Regions from separate parts of the Mus musculus genome. Here all the other regions are linked to region 1. Evidence: chromatin contacts called from public HiChIP or PLAC-seq and promoter capture Hi-C data. All regions are on one chromosome and are shown on one strand. The core of a region is the stretch at or near the end of the contact, and the rest is flanking DNA. Distances in the headings are between cores, read along the strand shown. Region 1 holds the start of Map9 (microtubule-associated protein 9). Region 2 has its middle 83 kb from the start of Rbm46. Region 3 has its middle 30 kb from the start of Asic5.

The links. Promoter capture Hi-C pulls out the DNA fragments that hold promoters and counts their contacts. HiChIP or PLAC-seq counts read pairs in DNA pulled down with a chosen protein or histone mark.
Region 2: a contact with region 1 is called in an H3K27ac HiChIP or PLAC-seq map of acute myeloid leukemia, with 5 times the contacts expected there. The contact joins the enhancer-like site here to the promoter of Map9 in region 1. A contact is called at or near these places in 2 of 39 promoter capture datasets (hippocampal neurons and liver), 1 of 15 datasets of contacts at CTCF or cohesin (pro-B cells), 3 of 484 Hi-C or Micro-C datasets (the HPC-5 cell line, granulocyte-monocyte progenitors and nephron progenitors) and 6 of 115 datasets of contacts at active chromatin or transcription factors (acute myeloid leukemia, bone marrow-derived dendritic cells, embryonic basal ganglia and 3 more).
Region 3: a promoter capture Hi-C map of liver shows a contact between it and region 1, with 5 times the contacts expected there. The contact joins the enhancer-like site here to the promoter of Map9 in region 1. A contact is called at or near these places in 5 of 39 promoter capture datasets (cranial neural crest, embryonic stem cells, frontonasal cranial neural crest and 2 more), 1 of 15 datasets of contacts at CTCF or cohesin (CD8 T cells), 3 of 484 Hi-C or Micro-C datasets (the STO cell line, embryonic fibroblasts and liver), 14 of 115 datasets of contacts at active chromatin or transcription factors (the 230-238 cell line, craniofacial prominence, embryonic basal ganglia and 10 more) and 3 of 9 other capture datasets (adipose tissue, liver and pancreatic islet).

The regions. Positions count from the first base shown.
Region 1 is chr3:82,355,290-82,360,375 of GRCm38.p6, forward strand. It overlaps Map9 (microtubule-associated protein 9), which reads left to right and starts at 2,783. Exons shown (of 14, transcript NM_001081230.1): 1 at 2,783-2,966; 2 at 3,686-3,835; 3 at 4,601-4,685. The coding sequence starts at 3,761.
Region 2 is chr3:82,791,309-82,796,394 of GRCm38.p6, forward strand. No RefSeq gene overlaps it. Among named protein-coding and RNA genes, the nearest start is that of Rbm46, 83 kb to the right of the region's middle. Within about 2 kb of position 2,278, at least 35 of the 459 cell types and tissues checked have an H3K27ac peak or open chromatin away from gene starts, as enhancers often do. A contact at or near this core is called in acute myeloid leukemia, where this site is marked.
Region 3 is chr3:82,024,750-82,029,835 of GRCm38.p6, forward strand. No RefSeq gene overlaps it. Among named protein-coding and RNA genes, the nearest start is that of Asic5, 30 kb to the left of the region's middle. Within about 2 kb of position 2,747, at least 4 of the 459 cell types and tissues checked have an H3K27ac peak or open chromatin away from gene starts, as enhancers often do. A contact at or near this core is called in liver, where this site is marked.

The sequences.
Region 1 (5,086 bases), core at 1,533-4,032:
TTAGCACATAAACCTAATGACAAAGACAGTTTGCTCAAAGTGAGTTCCATTTTACAATAAAGAATCATGTTTCTCTTGCTGTATAAAACATATCTTTATGTAACATGCAAAAGTACATAGTTATATTTATCAACTTGCTTTTCTCAAAACAGAGAGATTCTCCAAAATTAAAAAAGGACTTGTTTAGTAACAGCAGAACATTGTGATCTGAACATGTAAATTATGGACGCATGAAAGGACCTTGGAGAACAGGACCCAAATGGGGTATTTTGAAACAATAATCTTCAGTCTCTGGTTAATAAAAAGTGGGATGTCATTTCCAGTCTGAACAGATAGGTGCTGGCCGCAGATGTCTTGCAGAAGTACTTCTGGTCTGGGTGACATCTGAAGCAGAGGGTTATGGCCATCTTTAGTGGTATCAGTCAACCATGCAGACACCTTCTTTCACAACATCAAAGCATTGTTTGCTTTTTGTTTGTTTTGTCTTTTTGACACAGGGTTTCTTTGTGTAGCCCTGGCTGTCCTGGAACTCACTCTGTAGACCCGGCTGGCCTCAAACTCAGAAATCTGCCTGCCTCTGCCTCCCAAGTGCTGGGATTAAAGGCGTGCATCACCACTGCCTGGCTCATTATTTGCTTTTAAGTTTAAGGTTGACCAAAGTGACTCCATTTTAATTTTGATAATGTTGATATTTCTTTCAAATAGTGATGTTAAGTTTTTCCCACATACAGAAAAAAATACACTTAAGTCACCACAGATCACTACAATGAGGTGGCTTTCCTTGTGACTCTGATGTTCCCCTTTGTGAGTCTCTCCCTGGCCACAGTGCCTTCCCCCCACAATTCTGCAACTTGTATCTGAACTCAGCCTTCAACCTGCAAGAGCTGTGGGGACTCATGTCTTACAGCATACCATCCAGTGCCCATAGACTGCTCCCATGATGATTGTGAGCACAGACCCTTGTTCCTTTAAACAATTTTTTCTGATCTCTAACCTGTACCACAAGCCACAGAACAACTAACTTTGTGCTAAGCGAGGATTAGGAACTGCTGAATAAAAGTCACATCTCAATTTCTTTGTGATATGAAAAGGGGTCTTCGTCTACCCTATATCCTGCCCAAACACATGCAGGCATGCACAGGTGCTCATGCAGGTGCACACATGCACACACACAAAGACACACACACACCAAAACCAAAAGGCAACCTGAAGAATCACTGACAGTAAATTATCTTGAGCACTAACTAAAAGCAGTTCCTGTGCTGAGCCACTCAAAACCATGGTTAGGTGGGTCCATATACTGGACTTCAGGTCCAGCCTTCTCTCCCATACTTAGTACTCAACTCAAACTCACATGTGTAACAACTGAATTGCTGCTAGAAAGAATTCTCTTTAGAGCCTCTCACTTTGTGCTTGTGGCAAACAACCATCCGAAACCCATTCCCATTGTGTGCAACCCGGCCCTATTGGTAGCTGGGAACTCAGTGTTCTCTATCATTGATGTTGTTGTAAGTTTATTTTTGTAAGTCATGCCTACATTAAAGTTATATCAGTTAAATGAATACCAAATGAATAGAGCCCTTACACATTATCTAAAAATTAGTTCTTCCCATTTGGGTACCCGCCGTGGGTACAGGGCCTTTATCAGAATCATAGATGTTAATAAAATGTAGGATAGAAAAGCTAACAGTAACTGGTGAAAATAGAAAATCTTTTCCTTATGCAGATATTCACTTAAAAATAGTTAAAAACAACATAATTAGCCAAAACAAATTTACCAACCAAGAACAAGTTGAAAAACTTAAACTAGGCTTTTTAAAGGAGTTATTGCAAATATTACTTAGAAACCTTTTTCTCACTGAACTTCATATTTGTTTTTGTGTATTTAAAGATCTATTTGTCAGGGTTATTTTTTAAAAGAAACATTGTGGAGATACAGAAACAAGTTTAGTCACTTGTTAATGAATTGATTTCGACATACCTTTTTCAAGTTAAAAATAGATGAAGTCTGTGTAACTTTAAAAGTTTAAGTGTTTTGTGTATTAATAAATTATTAAATGGCAAAGATAGTGATACTGTCAGCAGTACTTTTTCCAGCCTTCTCCCCTGTGTTTTATTTGCTGACTTCTTTTTAACCAGATTATCTACTAAATATAGAAAGGGTAAACTTTTCACCAAAGATGTAAAACAGGCTCTGGGCTGTGTGTGCTTATGGGATACTTTAGCACACACACCCCTACCCCTACTCTCTGCCTCCTCCTCCTCCGCCCCCCCCCCCCCAACTGCATTACTTACAAGAAACGCTCCTATGTAATATTAACTGAATGCGATTCTAAACATTTCCCAATATTTCGCTATATATTGTATTCGGTATTCACTGCAATCCTTTAAGGAGACAGTCTTATTAGTTTCTTATCAAATCATAGAGATCTTATTTTGCATATTCCAAGAATCAAACGTGCAGTTTAACTCCGACGATTGCAAACGTCACTACTACGTCGTTCTGTTGAGTCCGCTGACACTGCACTGACTCACGCATTCCACGTTCTAACTAGCAAAAGGAAGCTTTGCATCGTGGTCACGCAATACCTGCCTATAAACAAGGACTCTGAGCAGGGGCAATCAAGGTTCCTTGTGGCGTGATGGCAGAGGGCCGGTCTTGTTTCCTAGGTAACAGCCATTGCACACAAGCTGATAGGGCACCGCGCTCCCAACACCTCCACCAGTGATGTCACTTCCTTGGTCTGTGCGGTTGTCCCAGCGACGCCGGCGGAAAGGCGGTGTTGGGTACCCAAGAGACCAGGCGGTTGGAAGTCACTTCCTCCCGGGGACGCTGTTGCCTAGCAACCGCCTTCTGCCTCCATCTTTTGCCCCGCCTCCAGGTTATTCCAATACCTGGTTTCCCAGACCGCGAGGCCCGGGCCGGGGGCGACACCTGTGCTAGAGCATAGCCGCTGGGTTCTCAGGTGGTCACAGGGGCCCGGGTGCACGGGGAGCGGGGTGGATGCAGGAGGCGCGGGCCGTGGTACGTGGAGGAACGGAGGGGACCGTGCTGGGTGTGCGGGGCCCTGGCGCGTGCTGGGCCGGGAGCCGCGCGGAGCTGGGATGCGGACGCCGCCTGGCCAGCCCGGGGAGCTCTGGGCGGTGGCCGGCGATCCAAATGGGCCTCCGACGTCGCGCGCTGGAAGCCTGATGTGCTGCAACTTAGTGTGGAGATGTGTGTGTAACAGCAAACGAATGGTTTGGGAAAATGTCGCTGCTGCTTGTGGTTAAGCATCGTTTTGAATACTGTTATGTGCAAGCCATTTCCGGGGCTGGGAACCTTGACAGTCCTCTTGGTTGCAGCTTGAACTAAGTCGTGGTGGCGTCCGCAATGCTGTGTGTTTTTAATAATGGAAAGTGAAATTGTTTGGCAACATTTTGTTATTATGTAGTTCATTCATCCTTCTAGTGGATGTAGAACAGTAATAACTTCCTCATGGATTTTCTTTTCGTGAAAACCAATTTGTTGTGAAATTTTTATGTACTTAACATAAAACGCTCTTAACGTTTTTAGGTGAATATATTGTACAATGATTAGAGCGATTTCTCTTTGGAGCGGGGTTGTGGGGCACTAATCCCAGGAACAGTGTCTTGATCATGTAAAAACGTCTAATTCTTTAAAATATTTATATGTATATTTCAGCCACCATCAGAGGTTGAATGAATTATTTCAGTAATTTATTAACTGTTGTATAAAAGCAGAGAAAAAGGACACACCATGTCCGATGAAATCTTCAGCACAACTTTGGCGTACACCAAGAGTCCAAAGGCTACCAAGAGAACTTCCTTTCAGGTAAAACGCTGCAAAGCATTTGGTTTTGATTATGCTGCTGCCTAGCCCTTGCTGGTTCTCACAAGATCTGGCATGACGTGGGAGGAGTTCTTGCTTCACTGTTAGTGTGTTGTAGGTCATCTGTCAACTTTGGGCTCCAGTATTGAAACACCCCTCTCTGTAGGATCCTGTCTTCAATATTTGGTTTCTAAGTTGCAAGCCAAAGAGCGACTTCAGAGCTTGGCTCTCTTTAGATTTTGGTTTTCTGTCGTAAGCGTCACAAGGTCTGACTGTGCCAATGCTGCATCCAACTCTTGTTCCCGTGTTTATCACATTATGCCCATCTCTGTAATACACTTCAAGGACCAGTTTGAGGCTGAGGGTCTGCCTCAGTGGTAGGCTATCAAAGTAGCCTGTCATGCTTGTCAAACCTAAGCACTTCCCTCCCTCAAAATGTAGGCATCTGTAACAGAATGTCAGTTTCTAGTAAATCCAATTAAATTGATGCCCCTATCATTCATTAGCATTTAGCGAAGATTGTAACCTGCAATTAATCTATCTAATACTAGTAGTCACTTCCTATTTATTTACCAGTCCCGAGGAAATGGCTCAATTCTGCGCTGAGTCTGATGACGTGGGTACGTTGTACAGCGTAGGCTTAGAGTAAAGTTGGGTGAATGAACTTAAATGTGAATGTAGAATAACCGAGTATAGTTGTTTTAAGATCTAAGTACGAGACATCCCTGCTTGAATGGGAATTGATGTTAGTTACTGATCTCGTTGCAGGATGAGCTGATCAGAGCCATTACAGCCCGGTCAGCCAGGCAGAGAAGTTCCGAATACTCCGATGACTTTGACAGTGACGAGATTGGTATGTAAGTGAATAGACAAATGAGCCAGGGTCCTGTGTTTTGCTGTCTTAGTTGCATTTCACCTATCCCATAACCTCTCATGATGGATGCCTGTGAATTCACTAGCTTCAGAATTCTATGTGTGCAGTGAGTTAGGAAGCCACTCTTAATTTTCAAGGAGATCACAAATTATCTCTACTTATTTCTGAATGTAAATTTAAAACTATTACTAGGTCTATAGTAAAATGCTACCTTAGGACTAAGCTGTCTTTGGAAGTAGTTTCATCTTTAAGTTCAACTTTAAGAATTCTATATCTGTAATTGCAACCGGGGTTCACAGGGTTAAACAGTGGTGCTTATGTAATGCTTTTGTGACACAGACCAGATCTGGGGCTGTAATAGAGGGTATAGTAACTGATTT
Region 2 (5,086 bases), core at 1,028-3,527, 440 kb after region 1:
CACAAGTCGTTTCAACCAGGATTAGAACCTCCAAACACACCTTACCCTGCCATCCAGAGGATGCTAAGCACTCGTGAGATGCAGAAAGCACACCTCTGTATAGCAAACCCTATTGTAGCCCAAAGTAGTACTTTGTCATTCTATAGGATACTACACGCTTATAACTCTACAGTGATTATATAATAAATATGTAATAAGCCCCAATTTATAAATAAGGACATGGAGGGATCGTTGCTATTTTTAAGATTTATTTAGTTTATATTATGTGAGCGTGTTGCTTGAATCTATGCACGTGTACCACAAACAGTGTCTCTTATCCTCTGTTACTGGAGCTACAAATAGTTGTAAGACACCCTATGGTTACTGGGAAGCAAATTCATGTACTTTCTGTTTCTTAAACAGCTACTGTAAACATGGCATTTGTTCTGTGTTTGGTTGATATAGGACATTCAGCTTTTGCTTTCCAGTGATAGAGATCAAACCTTACCCATGCTGTGCAAGAGTAACTCCTCCTCACCTGGGGATCCATCCCACATACAGACACCAAACCCAGACACTATTGCAGATGCCAAGAAGTACTTGCTGGCAGAAGCCGGATATAGCTGTCCCCTGAGAGGCTCTGTCAGAACATAACAAGTGCAGAGGCAGATGCTCGCAGTCAACCATTGGACTGAGCACGGGGTCCCCAATGAGGGAGTTAGGGAAAGGACTAAAAGAGCTAAAGTGGTTTTTAACCCCATAGGAAGAACAACAATACCAACCAACCAGACCCCCCCAAACAAAGAGTACACATGGAATGAACCATGGCTCCAGCCTCATATGTAGCAGAGGATGGCCTTGTCGGACATCAATAGGAGAAGAGGCCCTTGGTCCTGTGAAGGCTCAATGCCCCAGTGTAGGGGACTGCCAGGACAGTGAGGTGGGAGAGGATGGGGGAGTGGGGGAGTACCCTCATATAAGCAGGGGGAGGGGGAGGGAGTTTTCAGAGGGGAGTCAGGGAATATGTAAATGAATAAAATATCCAATAAACAAACAAGTAAAACCAGTAGAACCAGGACCAGGGGAAGAGATTATAGCTTAATAAGAAAAGACAGATTCCTCTAATTAGAAGAGAGAGAGAGAGAGAGAGTGAGAGAGAGAGAGAGAGAGAGAGAGAGAGAGAGAGAGAAACTCCTCCTGAGCAATCTTATTCTGCACTGCAGTTCATATTTGCTTCTTTGTTTTGAGTCAGAACCTCATAGCCTAGCTTCATGCCACTGAAATAGCCTTGGACTTCTGAATCTCCTGACTGTTTCCTGAATTACAGGCAGGTGTCACCATACCTAGTTCATGCAGTGCTGGGGAGCAAATCCTGGGCTTCATACATCCCAGGTCAGCATTCTTATCAATTGAGCTACATCCCCAATCCAACAGACATCTTTGAGTCTAATAATCCTCACAACAAAATCATGAATTACAATCATTTTACACATTAGAAGCTAAGACTCAGGTAAAATGGTGTGTTTGAATCAACTTCCCATAGCCATAGCAAATGTCGCCTGTGCCCTTTCTGTGTATCTGCAGAGGATACACAAAAATGAGGGCTGTATTAGCTCAAGTTTTACACCCAAATCCTTTTCAGAAACTTGGGAATCTAGGGAAGGATATAAGGAAATTTCATTTATAGATTAGTCGTCCTCTTCCTCTTCTTCTTCCTCTTCTTCTTCTTCTTCCTCTTCCTCTTCCTCCTCCTCCTCTTCTTCCTCTTCCTCTTCCTCTTCCTCTTCCTCTTCCTCCTCCTCTTCTTTCTTCTTCATTTAATTAGAAACTTGTAAGGTTTCATCCTTTCAATCCTACATTTATCCTGTGTTTTTACTGCTTTAGGAAAAGGAATAACCATGCCCAGGAATGGTCAGGGTGTACAGGAAAGAAGGAAAGGGTGCAATATCAGGGTTAAAGTTGACCCTGTCCACCACTTAAGTGTCCCAGGCACACAACAAACTAACTGGCATTTGGAAAAAGGCAAAATGAAGTGCTAGTGAAGAGGTACCCCAGACTATCCCAGCATTTGCAAATCAGTTCTTTGAAAAAGGGCAATTTCTTGTTATTTTCCTTCTCTAAAGTTGACAAGGCTTGGTGCCCTGATGAGTGAGTTCACGTGGCTTTCTCCTACCATGTGTACTGGGAAGGAAAGGATGCAGCCTTTGTTGGATTTTAGAGTTTGTGGTCCTCACTTGCACAGCAGTCTCCCCATACCCCTGATACTTTTAGAGATTTTTTTTCTTTACAACTCCAGTCATTTTCTTCCTTCCCATTATCCCACTCTGCAGGAAGAGGAACTGGAGTTGTAATTATTCATAGACCCTAGCAGTAATTTTATTTTATTTTATTCCATTTTAAGTTCTCTTGGTAATGTAACTTGCTTGGGGTTCTAACAGAAAAACACAGCTACTCATAGACTCTTGACAGAAGGACAGTTCTCCTTTATTTGAGGAAGGTTATCCTCTTTGACCTAGGGCACAGTTTTGGGGAAGGAAGAAGATAGCCAGCTAGGTCAGCTGAGTCACCCTAGTGGTCAAGGGAATGACAGATGTTGCGGCTAGATCACCCTTACATTCTTGGCAATGTAGTTTAAAGCAACAGTAATTGGGACTCACATCTCATATTACAAGTCCAAGAAGACTTTATGCTTGGACTTCCTAACTGATGAGGTCAGTTTATAATTATCAAGATCCAGGTTGAATGTCTCTTTTTGAGCAAGTTAAATGTGTTCTTCAAAAAGACTTGCATGGAACAACACATACATAGAAACACAGGCCAAGTTTCAAATCAGCCCAGGTTCTGCTATGAATTCTGAGCATCAGAACAGTTAAATCTTGCTATTTTTCTGTTTTCCTCTTGCTCAGCTCAATACAACCTCATATGATGTCAACTTGGGCAGTTTCAGCAAGTGCTGTGGGGCTACCTTTAGCAAAACCAGGCGCTAGAGGCAGAGAGGCTTTAAAGTAAGAAGGAGCCTGGTCTAGCACAGCCCATGGCTCCCTCACATTAGCACCTGCAGATCAACGTTATAATTTTATAAAAGCAATTGTGTTTCCCGGGTGACATCAGGAAGGAAGCAGGCTGAAAATACTCAGTGCCCATTTACACACAAGCATCCACATGAATAGCCATTCATGCATGGAAATACACGAGTGAAGCAGTCTAGGAGAGACTAGGTATCCGAGCAAAGAAAGAAATAGGGAGCCAGGCATTGAAGAGCTGGGGAGGAAGGACAGTTTCACAATCTGTGCTGTGCTGGAAGCACAGCCTGTGTCTTACCATCCCATTCCACAGAGAAAAGGTCACAACCTGTAGGACATGTTGCTTAGAACAGTGGGGAGAATAAATCAGACATTTGTGGATGTATTTTTTCTTAATAAAGGAAAATGGGGTGTGATTACTGGGTGACATAAAAGTCTAATCTTCCTTTATTTCAATACAAAAATCTCATTTTATGCATCATACTATGAGTGCTCTTCAGGAATAATATAATGTCCGGGGAGAATAAACAGAGACAAGTGTCCAAAATCAATTTATTCCATGCCAATGGGAAACAAATCCATAGTGGGTTCAAATGCATAAAGATTGAATGTGACAAAAAGAGCAGCTTTATTGGGAACACAATTTAAACTTTATCTCTCTTTCCAATTCTCTCATAAGTCAACACATGTCCTTTCCACTCTGAACCTACACTGTTCTTATAACCAATAACAAAAGATAAACACCTTTAATCTGTAAACAGTGAGGTCCTCCTTTTTATTTCTCCTGGAAAACCTGCAGATGAGACAAATCAAAATTCAGACTCTAAAAACATTTGGAAAATAAACCCTATTATATTAATAAATTTTACATAAAAATGGAGATTCATTTGTGAAAACAGCTGAAAAGCCTTAACTAAATTGTCTTTTTCCTATTAGAAATGCATATTAAAATGGAGAAAAAAATCCTACTTTCCCTCATTTCTCTATGACCTAATAGCATGTTGCTATTAAAGGGGAGAATCTCAATGTTTCTTCTTCTCCTTGGGAAGGCAACTGGTAGGTTTCTTAAACACAGAATTCGAGGACAAGGAACTACACTCAGCTACAGAATCCTTCTTCTACCCTGGTCAACTTGGCCAGTTTCAACAAGTGTTTTGTGGCTAACAGAAACATGAGCAGGGGAGAGGGAGCTTTCAATATGGAGCCTGGTCTAGCACAGCACACCTCTCATTCACATCAGCACGGGCAGCGCAATGATATACATTTATAAAAGCAATTGCACTCACAGGGTGACATGAGCAAAAAGGAAGGATGGAGCTCCCAGTACCCATTTCCACACGATCATCAAGAGGGATAATCATCTAAGGTGAAAATACTTTCAGAGTTAAGGATTCTAAGAGTGAGACTAATAAGCACCGAAGAAAACACAGAAATAGAAATAGAAACCCAGGCATTGAAGAATTAGGGCAAAGGTTTCACATTACAGGTCACTTCTCCACAAAGCCCAGGACAGAGAAAGAAACCCTTTGTGAGCTGAGAGGAGAAGAAACCCTGTGACTGACCTCAGTACAGATCCCAGCACCATTACAAACAATCTCACAGATCAGGTGAGCACCAGAGCCCCAGGTTCCAGGCTCTCCATAGCATCCAGAAGCCAGGATAGCCCCAGTTTCCAAGCCTACACACAGCAGCTTCTAGGCCAGCACCTAGAATCCTCACTGTAGAGCTGTTTTTGTGCCAGGCCATGGACCCAGGCACCAGTGTTCTCCCAGACCAAGATAAGATCCCAGAGACACAGGATTCTTACTCATTCCTTCAAATCCACACACCAGAAATACCCAATGTACTAAGTGCCTATCTAATCCCTTCAGAGTCAGAATCTACTACTATACCATTAGATCTGGCTCTAAGCCCACTTTGTAGACAGGGGAAAAAAATAAATCCAGTGGCCCATACACCAGACCAACCCACTTTAGGACTCTAACAGCAAGTCTCAGCAAGTCAGCCCATGGACTCCACCATCGAGGCCACTCAGAACCTCCGGGCAGACTCACAGATCAGAAGCATGTTCTGCTGGAGCCGGT
Region 3 (5,086 bases), core at 1,497-3,996, 330 kb before region 1:
TGCATTCATTGAGTCGAGTATTCTTATCTTTTTTTTTTTGGCTTTTAGAGACAGGGTTTCTCTGTATAGCCCTGCCTGTCCTGGAACTCACTTTGTAGATCAGAGTGGCCTCGAACGCAGAAATCTGCCTGCCTCTGCCTCACGAGTGCTGGGATTAAGGGCGTGCGCCACCATGCCAGGCTTATCATTTTTAATTCTGTTTATACCCATAGATTAGAGGTACTTCCAGTCTTGGGCAAAGGAACCTCTTTTGCTGTGGGAAGCTGCACAGAGACTCATAGCTCTTATCAAGGTGCTGTTATAATGGACTGTTGATAGCGCAGCACTAAATGTGACATCTATTTCATCTCGCTCACTCTCCAAGGCTCAGAGGAGGTTGTGAGAGAGGAGCCAGGCAGGAAGAGCCAGAGGGTAGGAAGGAATAGAGGGAAACGCTGTCTTTAGCACATGAAATGATCATTGCACTCATGAGCTCACCATCGTTATGATGACTTACACAACACCTAGACAAGGCCAAGTCAACATCCCAGCAGGCAGCTCTCACGGAACTCAGCGGGTCACAACAAAATAAATTCAAAAGAGAACATGAAAGTTAGAGGGGACATGCTTGGGGTGGAAAGGGAAGGGAGGGTGAAATAGAGGTAGATATGATTAAGACACGCTGTATGCATGTATGAGATTGTCAATGGATAAATGAAAGATAATTATAAGAATAGAACCAGAAAGCTGAACAGCAACATTCTCATCTTTCTGCTTCCTGACAGGAGGTGCAAATTATCCCAGGGTTTTAAAGTCCTGCTGCCGTGACTTCAACGCTATGGTGGGCTATATCTCAATATGTGAGCTAAAATAAAAACCTTAACCAAAAATGGAAGGAAAGAAGAGAAGAGGAAGGGAGGGGGTAGAGGGGGCAGAGCTAAAGAGGAGGAGAAGGGAGCAGAAAAGAAAGGAATGGCATGAAGGAGGGGGTAGGGAGGAGGAAGAGGGTTGTAATGGCAGAGGCAGCAGCAGTGGAAACTTAGGGAAAATCCACCTGCCATATTTGTTAAAAAACCTCCACTTGCCTGAGTAGAGATGCACAACCTTTTTAACATCTGATTTAGCCACATCTAGAAGATACTGTTGATTTACATTATGATTTGTGGGGCTTTAGCACACTGGGTTTCAGGTATAGACATTGGTTTTACCACTCACTTTTGTTTTGATCTTGGCATCCCTACTAAAGTCCATGTATTCCATTCCATCATGAATAAAATAATGAGGATGTACATGTGAACAACTAAACAGAGTGTTCCTATGAAGTATAAATATCTCAATGCCTGATTATCTGAGATTCATGCACTATCTTCTGGGCTCTTCCAAAAGGCTTGGGTCACTTCCCCATCTCTGCCCTCTGTAGCACACACAGCTTCTCCTCTAAGCTCAGGTAGGTTCGACTTTAAGGCTGTTGCTGTCCTTAGGGGTCATTCCAGGGTACTCGCATCTCCAAAATGCTGGGGTCTTCTTCTGCAACTTGGCTGCACTGTCAGAAATATTCTTAATTATGCCAAGCCTCAATGTCTCTGCCCGGCCCCTTCAATACTAGACATTCAGTTGCTATGAGGCTGTACTGCATGGCCAATGGCCTCTCCTGGCCTCTCAGAGACAAGCCTCTCCTGCTCTCCATAACTACTTCATTCTTTCAAAGCCATTACCACTTGGTGATTCTTACACTACCAAGCTTGGCTGCCAACATGAGGTATAACTGTGGCTGCCTCTGGAACACAACTTCTGAAGCTAACAATTTTAAAATGCTGGACATTGGAGCGATAATGTTTTAATTGTGCTGTGTTTAATAACAATACATTATTCAATTACTTATCCTATTTTAATTTTTTCTTTTCTTGAATGACTACTAGGGATTTTTGATTTTCAAAAATTCACATCATTCTATTTTTAGTAGACTTTATTTGGAGGGAATACACTTTCAGTTTTCTAATGAAACCAATATTATTAGGTGGAGATGAAATTATTGTAGATAATTTCATTTGTAATAAGACTGGATATTAACTTATTTAAATTTTCTCTATATTTAAAATGTAACAAAACCAACGTATACATGTTTTCTTAAAATATCATTGCACAACTCAGAAACCTCTTTGAAACACTCAAAGATACTAGATTGTAAAACTGATGATGATGATGGTGACCCAGATGATGGTGATGATGAACTGGAGAAATAACCAACTAGTATATACTATTTGTCTTGCAGTGAACCTATGTTTGCTTCGCAACACATGGAGGGCCACAGCTGTCTGTCTGTCTGCAACTCTAGGAGATCAGAAACATTTTTCTGACCTCTATGGGCTCCTGACAAGCAGGGGATTCTTGCAGGCAAACACTCATAACACACTTAAAAGGAAGTGAGATGATACATGAACTTTGGGGGAAGAAGAGGGGGATACATTCAGGGAGCTAGTGGGAGGGAATGGGGGGTGTGACCAATATATATTATATACATGTTTGGAATTTTTAAATAATAGGCAAAAAGAAAAGGGGTCAGTTAGGTCTCTTGTCATATGCTGAACTCAAACTGTATACACCCAGTCAGACTTGATTTTTTCTTCTGACCTTGTCCTCACCTTGTCCTAGAATCTAGGACACATTCATCATGGCTTCTGGTGTGTGCTCTGGCACTGCAGCACTGCCAAGGGAGGAGAGGACTCAGTAGCCAGCTTGGCACATGCTGAGGTGAAAATTAAAGAACTCTCAGTTCTTTGATTTGTACTCACACCCTGCACAGTGCGTCATCACAAAGCCAGCTCAGGCCCTGCAGTACTGCAGGGTTTTAAAGCTGTGTTTTCTTTATGGGGATGGGTGATTTTGCTAAAGTCTGTCTGTGTCAGGTAGACAGTCACAGAGGGAAACTCTTAGCAAGTTTTGAGGAATCTGCTTTATAAATTAAAATCTTCCTTTTCTATCTCTTCCCTTCGATGATCCAAAACCGCCTGATGGGCACTTGTGATCCTTACCGCTGCAGTAATGGGCATGGAGGCTCTGCAAAGATGGTTCCGTGGGTACTTGCTTCCTGTACCAGAGAGGGAACAGAAGTTTGAAACCCCAGAATCCATATAAAAGACAGATGAGGTAATGCACATCTATAATCTCAGTGCTTCTACGGAGAGGTGGAAAGCAGAGACAAAAGAGTCCCAGGACTCACAAGCTAGCAGAATAGACACCACGTTTGCCCTTAGATTTCTTTATTTCTTATGAGTTATTTTTCAGATCTTCGCACTCGGACTATTAAAGTTACTACAGTCAAATTTTTAGATGTTTTTCCTAAAAGGTCAAGACCAACTTCACTACCTGAGCACACAGACCTTTTATCATAGCACTGTTGTTGCTGTAGATCATGGTTTAACTGTTGGAAGTATCTCAATCAGCTCCCATTTTACTCAGTAGAAACCTGAGTCCAAATAACCAAGTTGTGAAGACGCTGGGGAAAGGACCACAGTGTAACTGGGCTCAGGAATTTTCTTCTCTATCAATGTTTTCTTCAATATTGGTCCACATCACTGTATTATTTCTTTTTTAATATGAGAGAAATTCAAATTTAATGTAAATTAAAACTTTAAAATTACTCTAACGTTCTCAGTTTCTTTCTTCAGGCACTAGAAGTTCTTGTCAGACAGGTCTTTCACTTGCTTCGTTAGAGTCACACCAAGATATTTTATATTATTTATGATTATTATGTAATATGTTGTTTCCCTGATTTCTTTCCTAGCCTTTTTATTGCTTGTATAAAGGAGAACTACTGGGGTTTTTTTCTAGTTAATTTTGTATCCAGACACTTTGCTGAAGGTGTTTTTCAGCTACAGCTATTCTTTGATAGAGTTTTGGGGATCACTTATGTATCTGGAAGGGATAGAAACTCCACAGGAGTGATTGATAGGGTCAACTAACCTGGACCATTGAGGTCTTTCCGAGACAGAAACACTGACCATGTCGGGGGGACTTAAGCCCTCCATACATATGTAGCAGATGCATAGTTCAGTCTTCATGTGGGTCTCCCAACAACTGGAGTGAGGCTGTTCCTAAATCTGTTGCCTGCCTGTGGATCCTGTTCACCTAACTGGATTGCCTTGTCTGGCCCCATTGGGAGATGATGTACCTAGTCCTGAAGGAACTTGATGTGCCAGGATGGGGGGATAGATACCCAATGGGGCCTCCACCCTCTCAGAGGAGAAAGGAAGGGGGATGGAGGGAGTGTTTATGTAAGGGGGCAGCGATTTGGGATGAAAAGTAAATACACAACTTAATTAATGGAAAAATAACTCCTTAAGCACTATATTCTTGCTTTTACTTGATAGCTTTCAATAAGGAGGTAGAACTTTGCTTACTCCCCCGCTGTGTTATAGCTTCCATCACAGATTGCTTATTCTACTAAAGTTACTCACCTCCTTACAAATAAGCAGGGAATACCTGGTCAGAATTTATAAACAAGGTGTATAAGAGTAGATTTGATATCTCATAATGAGCACAAGTTTTGTAGCATTCATTTGAATCTGTGGGAAAGTAAGAATGAATTCCAGGCTGCACAAAGAAAGTGACTGTTAGTTCCTAACCAGGAGGTGCAATGTCCTCTGAGAACAACTGTGTCAGTCCCTGACTGTCCTTGGTCTTAATAGCAGATGGTGTTTTCTGCTGCCCTCTAGTGGTTCGCAAGCCGTTATTACAGACGGCATATAAAGAAACCCACTTAGGTAAAGACTGCAAAAAACCATTCTCTTTCAAAGACAAAGAAAAGAGCAGATCCTCTGGTGAGCCAATGGTAGGTTCAAACAAAATGAATTAGCTGGGAAATATAATACACATGTATATTTACATGTTTTTATGAAAATGATTTTATTAATTCAAACTGACTTGAGTTTAATTTGGAGAAAATTTTCATTGTGTTTGTTTGAATATTCAAACCCATTCTAGGTTTTGCTTGCTGACCCAACCATTTTCTGATGACATGTCCATGTTCTGTCCATGATTTAGCATTCACAATGTATTTCCAGTGATTTGAAAATGAGCATGCCTTTGGTTATGTTTCTATCCTCAA